Linked DNA regions of Bombyx mori: region 1 is linked to region 2. Evidence: chromatin contacts called from public Hi-C data. All regions are on one chromosome and are shown on one strand. Each heading gives the region's core, a stretch centred on a gene start, on an enhancer-like site or on the middle of the called end of the contact. The rest is flanking DNA. Distances are from core to core; before and after follow the strand shown. Region 1 holds the start of LOC101736084 (MAP7 domain-containing protein 1). Region 2 overlaps LOC101736084 (MAP7 domain-containing protein 1).

Region 1 (5,517 bases), core at 2,516-5,015, 42 kb before region 2:
CTCGCTAACTATGCGATTTTTAAATTCGAATTCCGACACACGTCATAAACAAACAGACTATTTGGAAATCTAGAATTTGTTTTATCAATTGATCGCATTTGGAAATGGAGCACGCTTTAATTAGCTTATTTAGTGATGTTTTTATTTTTTATTATAATACATAAATACTTTTTGGTATGCATTAGCTTTGTTCGTCAACATCCGACGACCTTCGTTTGTGGTGTGAATATGAATAATTATTTCAAGGATTTGATTGCAAATAATTTAGTATTTAATCCTAGACTGAATTTGTTTTAGAATTATAGAGAGCAGTTTTAATACTAAACATTATTTTTATCATAATTATTTCAAACAAATTTACTTAAATTTTACTTATTATTTTTTCTCTCAATAACTTTTTTTTTTGTTACTATGTATGAATGTCATATTATTATTAATATGACATTCTACTATTATGTACTTAATATATTTTAAAAAAAATTCGTTGAGTTGTTATTAAATTATTCTTAATTTTAATTTCAAGATGTTGTCAACATTGCTCTGTCATTTGTACCTAAAATTGAGGTGACATAATAAATAATATTACAATTCGTCGATGTTTTCCATTGGTGATCACTTTATTGATACAACTAATTTAATAAATAACCATTTAATTCTTCACTCACCAACCAAAACAGACAGAAATAAAAATCCACCCAATAAAAACCGCTTCATTTTGACTAAATAAATAAATCCTTTAACACTTTCACTATTAGTAACCACTATTACACTGAAAACACTCGCATTACTAATATTGAATATTAAAATTTACTAAACAAAACATTATCTCGCACACATTGTTTTTTTTTGGTTCACAACAAAATGATACTAAGTAAACAAAATAAAAATTGTTATCAAATATCGAAATTGGCGCCAATTTCTGACAGCTGTTTCGCGCGCAACGAACGCGTTTGAAAGTCGAACGTAAACTGCGGCTTGCAAGTCAGTGTGAGTGGCCAGTGATACAGGTGGCTAGGTGGGTGCTCACCCAAGGCGCATAGTTTATGTATATTATTTTGTGCAAGTCTATGCGCAGAGTGCAGACTAGTAAATCGATTCAATTAGTGACCTTTCGTCTTTACTTGAATTCGTCATTACTGTTGCATAGAATTTTCAAGAGGATTTCAGGTTTTTTTTGCAAGCGTCGACGGATTGTGTGTAGAAATCTGTTTGATGCCGTTGTGTTTGAATCGTTAATTAAATATTTTTAAACGCACTCAAATATTTCTCGATTCCAGCAAATCATCATTTTTTCCAATGGTAAAATATTTTACTAACGCAAACAACTGTCCTATGGAGAATATTTCATTTTCAAACTGGAATGCACAACAATTTCTTCGTGGCATAAAAATGGCAGTATAGTGAAACCTACTCATGCGAGCTCCGATATACTCTTTTTTGAGTCGGTTGGAGACGGTAGGCAAAGCATGAGCAACGGAGTCTCTAATCCACGTATCGTCGGACTGGCGAAAATTGGCGCCATGACCACAGAGCCTCTCGGTTAAAAGACACTCAACCCAAAACCCGCCTAGACGACACCGTTGGCTCCAGTCCCCGGGAAACTTCGCTGAGCAGAAGCCAGGATGGATGGGAAAGAGTGCGGTCATCTGGTTACTTAGCAAGACGCGTGTAGAAGTTATCTTATTGGGTTCCTTCCTCGTCAGTCTCAGAAAATCAGCATATGGGGAGGTCCCGCTGCGCTCTGACTAGCTTGGTGGTGGAATAGTTATCCCCTAACTACTAGGATGTGGATTTGATGCTGAAATCGGGCAAACATTCATATGACGACTTATAAATCAGATATGGCTGCAGCCGACTTCTTTCTTTTTCCTAAACTAAAATTACCACTTCCTGGCACCCGTTTTCATTTAGTTAGAAGACGTAAAGGAGAATTCGCGATGAGAGCTGAACCCAAATCCGGAAAAGCATTTAAAAATGTTTTTGGTTTGGTATTAGGCTGGGGAAAAGTTTATTCGTATTTTTTAAGAAAATTCACAACATTTTTTAATATAGTTCATATAAAATTAACTAAAGTATGTAGGTAAGTACCATTTTGTTCGATAACTTTTTGCCATCTTGTAGGTAGGAACATGATCCCATTGCTATAGAAATTTTGGGGATTCTGATCAAAATACCGCCACAATTGGTTTTGGCAGTCCTCTCGTGATGTTAACCTGACACTGCCTAAAGGATTCTGAAGAGACCGAAACAGGTGGAAATCTGAAGGTGTAAGTTCAGGACTATACGGCGGATGCATTAACACCTCCCAGCCAAGCTCTAAAGGTCTAGCGTTATGATGAAAAACCACACCCCTTCTGTTGATTAATTTCGGCCGCTTTCTCTAAACTTCTTGCTTTAATCTCATCAGTTGTTCTCATCTCTAATCTAATCTATCTAATCTAATCTAATCTGCTCTAATCCCATCAGAGTAGTAAGAAAAATGAAATGCAGCGTAAAATAATAAGCGAATAAAATTAAATAAAGCGAGATGAGATGGGATGAATTAGTCTCATTAAAATGTTGGTTATTTAATGAGACTTCAATTCTCAGATTTTTTTGCCCACGTCCAGCAACTTGGTTTCATTTCCTTACATTGTGCACTTTCACAAATGCCAAACGGTTAATAAACTACCGTTATAAACATTTAAACCTGACATACAAAATCCTCCAGAATGGCGCTAACATAGGCACAGGGTATGATATGAATTGAGCAGTTGTTAACTGATTGAAGTATGCTGAGTTATGAAATTTAATATATTTAATGACTAGAGTAGTTAGTGACAATGTAATATACAAGCCTTACATGTTTACGTAGTCCAAACGAATTTCGTCAATATAACCTAAAATTATTGCTATGGTAAAACGTGGAGACATCGATTGCATTTTCTCATCAGCTAAATAAAATACTTTTTGTGATTTTGTAGTGCTTACAGTTCTTTCGTCCTTTTTTCATTTCTCTATCTTATTGTAATAACTTTCAGCGCCTTTTTTTAAATTTAACCGGTTGCTACTGTAGCGCCACCCTTATATAGCTGATTTTAACGGACACTGTCACACACAAAGACGCTTCTCCTCACCTCTACCCTCCATAATACACACATCATAGTTTAACACTGATAGCAAACATCACAAAATGTTTCAAAATTTTGCTCAAAAAATGCTCTGCTGTAAGACATCTTGTAGCCCATAGCAAAATTTAAACTAGAAATATAAGAAGATGACACTAGATGGCATTCTAAAATGTCTATTTCTACACTAGATGGCGCAAGTTTCATTTTAAATAACAGTTAATTTTTAAAGAATCGTTTTTGTTTTTTTTGTTATATTACAGACCATAAATATTGGGTTAAATGCGAAGGGCACATTTAATTAATTAAAAAAAGTTTTAATTAATATCAATTTAACAGCTTGACAATAATGACTGATGAGTGTACAGAGGAGAATGTCATTGCGTCGTCATTTAAAATATTTTGGGATTTGGAAAATAACAGTCAAACTAAGTATAAAATGGAACGTATTCCAGTTGTAATAGCATTTTTTTTAATGCACAATTAAATCATAAATAATTAAAATTTTTAAGTAGTCGATGACGACATCATCGATAATATTTAACAAACGAATGAAGGTCGTTCGTCGCCATCGTAGTCTTTCTGTTCCGTCATCCTTACTCGTTGGCTGTTTGGTTTGGCATTTGGTAGTGAACGGAACGAAGTGTCGTTGTATAGATTGCTCGTTGACTGGCTGAAAATAGTGAACCAAAGTATGAGTTTTCGAAATATGTTCGAATAAAAAGTGTTTAGTGAGTGACTGTCATCCAGCAAGATGGTTGATGACGTGAGAAATATTAACGAAACCGCTGAAAGCAAAGGTATATGTGCAATTATAGTTGAAAATGTGTTGAACTAGTGATAAAATGTGATTGAAAAATCATGTAACCCTAACCGTGTCGTGGCCCCACGTCGCGGTTTGGTACCGCTTTCGAGAACGTCTAGTGTAATATTCGGTCCAGTGTTTTGTTTTTTACCTATATTTGGATGTCTTTTTAACGTCGTGGTATGTTCTATTATTAGAAAAATGCTTGCCAGACGGTGCGTAGTCAGGAATGTGTCCAAAATGATTGAATCCTCCAAATGTCAATTGAGTACTTCGTGATCTTTTTCAACATTGTGTTGTTTTTTTTGGTGACGAATGTCGATTTTACTGTAAATTTTCTCTTCAGTTTGAGCGGTTTCATTTTGCTGACGTCCAATAAATATCTTGTTGACTTGATGATGCAGATATTTGAGTCATAGTCTACATACGACTGACGTAAATATATGTACATATTCTAATATTTTGCATAAAACTTGCACCTGATTCTGACAGAATCTTATCAGAGTATATGAAACAGATAACATATTATCTATTTTATTTAATGTATAATGCATAGGCAATGAATCAAAAATACATCAGCACCTACAGGGTAATTGCCTACAATCTATAAATGATAAAAAAGATTAAAAGTATTACATTGAAATATTGATAAACTGTAATGTTTGGAAGCACAAAAGAAACTAGCATATATTTAAATCAATAAAACCAACTTAGCTTAATAACATAATCATGAGAAAGCTATATGTAAATGTAATGATACCACAAAGTATATAAGTAGTACAAGTATATACACTACAATTTTTGCTCAAATATTGAAAAATATATTTAAATAGGAACATAAGAGAAGCAAGGATCTAGATTCATAAATCAAATTCAAGTAAGAGATAAAAAAGTAAAGGAAACGTATAACGCTAACAAATGTGAAGATAGAAAATTCAATTCAAATTTGTTGATACAAATAATACATTGGCTATTTTTTTAAATTTATTTAGAAGTTAATAACTGAATTGACTTTTATCAATTTTCTAAAGACATTAATTTGAAAGTATACCATTAGTAATTTTTATAAATGCCAGAATCCGTTTATCAATCGTAGAGTTCTTAGGTAGCATTAAAAAAATGGAATTGGGAATTTCAATATTTTTTTTAAGTCAGTTATCAGCAGTTTTCCATGACAGATAATTTTTTTATGATGACCACTCAGTATGTATCATCTTAAAATACTCTTTGTGTTTCTGAAGTCTTGACAATGTAAAACTAATTTAAACAAAACTAGTAAGGATTGCGATTTTTTCACAGTAAAAATCTTTGAGGCCTTCGAAGTAACTACAATTTGCTACAGAAATCAGCATAATATTTTGTGTAGGTTTTGTTTTGTATTTTTCTTGTGCTGGGCCTGTTCCTGTGAAATAAATGGGTATTCTGAGTGTAGTCTTAGTTGATATTGAATCTAAAATCTCACCGCTATTTATTACTTTTTGTGTGTAAATAAATATAGAATAAGGCGCAATACATTTTCTATTGTGTAAACAGATTGTGTTCTGACAGATGTTTTCCGACTGAACAATTAGGTGATCAGGTTTTTTTTTTTTGTGGCCGTGCTTA
Region 2 (5,087 bases), core at 838-3,337:
GTTGAGCGATGCACCGGTGTTCGAATATCAGGCGGGTACCAATTTTTGTAATGAAATACGTACTCAACAAATGTTCACGATTGATTTCCACGGTGAAGGAATAACATCGTGTGATAAAAATGAAATCTTCAAAATAATAATTTGCGTAATTACTGGTGGTAGGACCTCTTGTGAGTCTACACGGGTGGGTACTACCACCCTGCCTATTTCTGCCGTGAAGTAGTAATGCGTTTCGGTTTGAAGGGTGAGGCAGCCATTATAACTATACTTGAGACCTTAGAACTTATATCTCAAGGTGGTTGGCGCATTTACGTTGTGGATGTCTATGGGCTCCAGTAACCACTTAACACAAGGTGGGCTGTGAGCTCGTCCACCCATCTAAGCAATAAAAAAATAAAATAGCTGAAATACTAGCTAGACCAGCTATTTGGAAGTCTAGCCACCCAAAGTATTTCTCGTACTTCTTGTGGAATTCTCCATCTATAGGTATACTCCGATTCTTATTCAAATCATGTACTTCACAATCTTTTCCAAATAATAGGTCCTGAACCAAAAAACTATTAATTTGTAAGCAATATCGAGATAATTTCGATATAGACATTTCGCTGTCGGACTTCCTTACTAGTCGCGGCGGCGAACGTGAGTACCCGTGGCCTGCAAACGGTGTTGCGCGAATGGTCGCCTCGCCCACCGCTTCGCTGTTCGCACCGCCGATCCCCGTGGCCAGGCCGTAACTCTAATTAAATGGAACCTATTTTCACATGTTTCTTCGGCGTATTACAGGGCGGCATCAACAACGAACGTGATGTTCACATCTGCGCCGCTCACGAGACGAGCTTCAGCACTGCAACTTGACTCTTCAGACACCGACACTAAAGGTTAGTTTCGAATACAATTAAATCAAAAATGTCTCAGAACATTCGAGTATAAAAACCTTTTAAGTATAACAATCGAAAATCGAATAAAATGTATTATGATGAATGTTTATGAAATTAAAAATAGTACAATTCATAGTATTAATAGGCAAAATAAATATTTACACCCTATCACTCAAATGTACCCAAACGAACTAAAGGATATGCACCATCTTGACAATGTCGCTTGATATCTTCATAATTATTATGGCCGAAATACTGCTTACTTATTCACAAGCTTAGTAGACCTTGCTATATGCAGCAGCTTATGAGAAACTAGCAAGCCGAGCGAACCGGGCTTTTGCCTTTTTGCACGATACTTCGCCTACGTAAACATTTGTTTAAATTAATTAATATGCGTTTTTCTCATTTCGTGCCGCCAAAGGACTGATGGTCATGAGTTTGTGTAAGTATCGATATTTTCATTATAAATGTATTGAGTTATAAATACAGCCATTCTTCAATGTCCTTGTCTAGGATGTACAATTTTAAATGCTCGACAAACGTGCATCAGTATCGTGGCCAATGCTTTATTACAAACGAACAAATAGGAAACAACAAAACGAAAAAAAAACAATAAGGTTTTTAATTCAATTTTTAATTGGAAATATAGTAGGAAACAGGAATTCACTGTGACCTATAGACATTTTACCTCAAGCACTGGTCACTGTCCTCGCCGAACCCGTCGCTTACGACGAAGGGCTCGACGAGTAAATTAACCCATAGACACAGCCCACTGAGTTTCTGGCCGGATCTTTTCAGTTGGTCGCGTTTCCGATCCGGTGGTAGATTCTGCGAAGCACTGCTCTTGCTAGGGCCAGTGCTAGCAACGCTCCGCTTGAGCCTCGTGAGCTGTTCGGCGACTCTAGAATAACCTCTGGTTACTAGAATAGGCAGAAAAAAAGACATCTGTTTCAACTCTTGCGGCTTTACAAAGGTAAAAGACAGACGGGTAGGGTAACGTGGCCGTATCTTAACATTGGTCACCTGACGGGCTACCATCGTGCAAGATCATTTGGCCCGGTCACAGTAGCACAAGAAGTGACGGAAACTTATGGTTTCCAGACGAGCCGGACCGGCAGCCGGCGCCGGCGTGGACGTCAGTGGCGCGTCGCCGCACCGACCTGGTGCCGACCGTGCCGCTGGGCCGCGCGCCAGGTAGGGCCCACTCCATGACCAGACTCGACCGTCTGCCCTCAGCCCGGCCCTTACACTCGGCGTCGCCCTCCATGCACCATCTCAACAGGACCCGTAAGAACTGTTTGCGCCTCAACGATGGCTTCGCTTTGGGTGATGGCTGCGCGCTTCGTTGGTTTGGTTCGGCCTCTGTTGATACGTCAACGACTTGGGCAGCTTGGTCTTTTCGTCATTCCACAATGACGTCACGAAAACAAAAACGTCATTATTGGCGCAATATGTGACAAGTCTTAATAAAGAATATCTCGCTCAAAGGGGGGGACAACTTTTCGGTTTAACTGTTACTAACGCGACGCTTTACAGGGTGGTCGTTTGGCGTTTCATTGAATAACAATTGTATCTAAAATAAGTGCTTTGCTTTATGAGATTCTTCAAACGTGAGTTTTGGGAAAAGCGGACCTTCGCAGTCCGGTATTAGGGCTAAAATGATTTCAGATTCTTCTTGTATTTTAACCGGTTTTCTCAATTCGTTCTTAATGTAAGTTAAGTGTATAGCCACTATCCAGCAACGCATTGGTGAGCATTATGTTCGGGGCTTATGTTCTTCCTTGGATTTTAGGGTACTTGTCATTAAAAGGTGAAGGTAAGACTGAATTTTTAAATTTGCACCGTTTCTTTTAATTTCTTTTGGCGCACAAGGGTTCGGATGTGCACAAATTTTCTTTGTTTTTCTTTATGCTTAATTCACTTTTGATTTGGGTATTATTTTAAATACGTCGAATAAATTGAAATGTACTTGTGAAACTATCTAGTGGTTACAATTAATTTAATTTTACTAATTTCTTGAAAATATATAAACCAATATGATACCATAAATCAGTGCTAGTATTAAGCACTGTGATTGAATTTCACAGTAATGTAGTTGAATGAATTGAATAAGTAAAAATATTTGAACGTCAACTTTGTTAAAAAGAGATATTTAAACTAATGATTCAGATACAATACTATACTCTATTTTTTGTTTTTTTTTAACACGTATCAACACCGTAACAATGTAACAATAACTATGTACACACTAAAGCAAACCATGAATTCTTTTAGTGACTTGTAATACTCAACATTACGCTAAGCATGGATAATAATAAAATGAACTAATTAGTAATTGAGTAAGAGTTATTTTTTTAAAACATAAATTATTAATATAGTTATTAAGATAAATAATTGTTTTAATCTATCTGGTATTTTTTGTGATTTATAAAATTTTAGACACACACACACCCACAAGTGTGGGCGTATGTTTAAATATAAATTAAAATTGTATATTACGGATTCTAATCAATGATTAGACTAAAAATATTTGATTTGACATTGACGGTAGTCAGAAAAATTCTCTTTGTTTTCAACGAAATATGTACTCTTAATTTGACACAATACAATACAAAACAGGCTTTTGAACTACGCTCAAGTTATTTGCCTCGGTTTAACAGTAACGAAACCGCGGATCACATCTGCTATTCATCTACATCTACAGTCTCAAGTTGTATAATGTAATATAATAATATATAATAATGTAACTCAGTTTTAACTAAAGATGATTTACGATGCGTGTGTCAAAGTATTAACACATAGAAAAAAAACATTGATTTGAATGTCAACACTCACTGCAACACAAGACAAGCGAACGTAACGTCGTATTGTCAGTCGTACTACGTACGTATTGTAGTAGAGTATCGCAGCCCACTGAGTTTCTCGCCGGATCTTCTCAGTGGGTCGCGTTTCCGATCCGGTGGTAGATTCTGCGAAGCACGGCTCTTGCTAGGGTTCGTGTTAGCAACGTCATCAGGTTTGAGCCCCGTGAGCTCACCTACTAGTTAAGGTTACGCTGATATAGCCTCTCAAGGCTCTCGGCTTAGGTAGGAAAAAAAAAAAAGAGTGTCGCTAACTGACGCCACAGAACCGCGCTCCGGCGAGACGACGCCGGGCTCGCGGCCGGGCAGCGCGCTGTCGCAGGCCGCCGTGCCGCGCCGCCCCGCCTCCACGCCGCGCCGCCCGCGCCCCGCCTCCATCGCCGGCACCGGCCTCAACACGCCCAGAGGTGAGCACGCTTACACATCGACTACAATTCCTCTGAGTCGGTCTTTTCATTGTTTTTATTTTAAGAGAATTTATGATCTGGCAACTAAGACCTTAAGACAAATTGATAAAACTTGATCAATTTGTCTATACCAAATAAAGACTAGTATATATTTTTTTTCTATGTTTAATTCAACAATATTGTAATGCCTTAACTTTAACATATAAGTTTAGGGGTATCCGCTACAAGGTGTCGCTAGTTTCCATACAAAAAAAAAAACGTCTCAAAGTATCGCAGTTTCAGGGCCCTGGTCGTATTTTTCTTTTTTGCCAAATCTGCGAATTACCTCTATTTAATTATAGCAAATCAAAAGTTACTATTGGTAACATCACTATTCCGTACTGATAAAAAATACGACGAATTCGTAGTAACGTATGTATTCTATTTCATTTCGTTTTAGAAATAATCGATTTAATATAACCATAAGAAATCTTCCGATTCAGATTTGAACATTTGTCGCTATAGGTCATTTTTGTCTGCCACCAGCGTGTTGTACCGACGCTATACTATGTCTGTGTCTAATACAATTTACAAAACTGCGTTATCGCATACTAATTGTGCTGTGATCGTTGCTAATAATTGTCTATAATGCGCTTAGTGCGATTTTTAAACGTTCTCGATAGCGTAAAAGTTAACTCAAATCTGTATGCAGTTGGAACAACGCCCCCAGCGGCAAAGGTAGGCAAACTTTACAACTCGATACAAATTTGAGTTAACTTTTACGCTATCGAGAAAGTTGAAAAACTGGAACTAAGCACACTGCTATACTCGTGCGGCTTTCGTTGTTTAAGCTATGTACTCTCTAGAGTAAGGATGGTCAACTTGATTATAAGAACCCAGATCTAGTGTTTTTTTATTATTATTGCTTAGGTGGATGGACGAGCTCACAGCCCACCTGGTTA

What was found. Hi-C and Micro-C count contacts between places; a contact is called where the count stands out from the background.
Region 1: a Hi-C map of midgut shows a contact between it and region 2, with 2.7 times the contacts expected there. The contact joins the promoter of LOC101736084 here to the enhancer-like site in region 2. A contact is called at or near these places in 2 of 7 Hi-C or Micro-C datasets (midgut and whole pupa).

What each region holds. Positions count from the first base shown.
Region 1 is chr7:2,035,763-2,041,279 of ASM3026992v2, reverse strand. It overlaps LOC101736084 (MAP7 domain-containing protein 1), which reads left to right and starts at 3,765. Exons shown (of 16, transcript XM_062669326.1): 1 at 3,765-3,907. The coding sequence starts at 3,862. LOC134199130 (a long non-coding RNA gene) reads right to left here and starts at 5,292. Exons shown (of 3, transcript XR_009973483.1): 1 at 4,064-5,292; 2 at 2,843-3,780; 3 at 169-1,798.
Region 2 is chr7:1,992,836-1,997,922 of ASM3026992v2, reverse strand. LOC101736084 (MAP7 domain-containing protein 1) reads left to right here. Exons shown (of 16, transcript XM_062669326.1): 4 at 784-878; 5 at 1,980-2,165. Among protein-coding and RNA genes, the nearest start is that of Mir3252, 18 kb to the left of the region's middle. Within about 2 kb of position 2,087, at least 4 of the 8 cell types and tissues checked have open chromatin away from gene starts, as enhancers often do.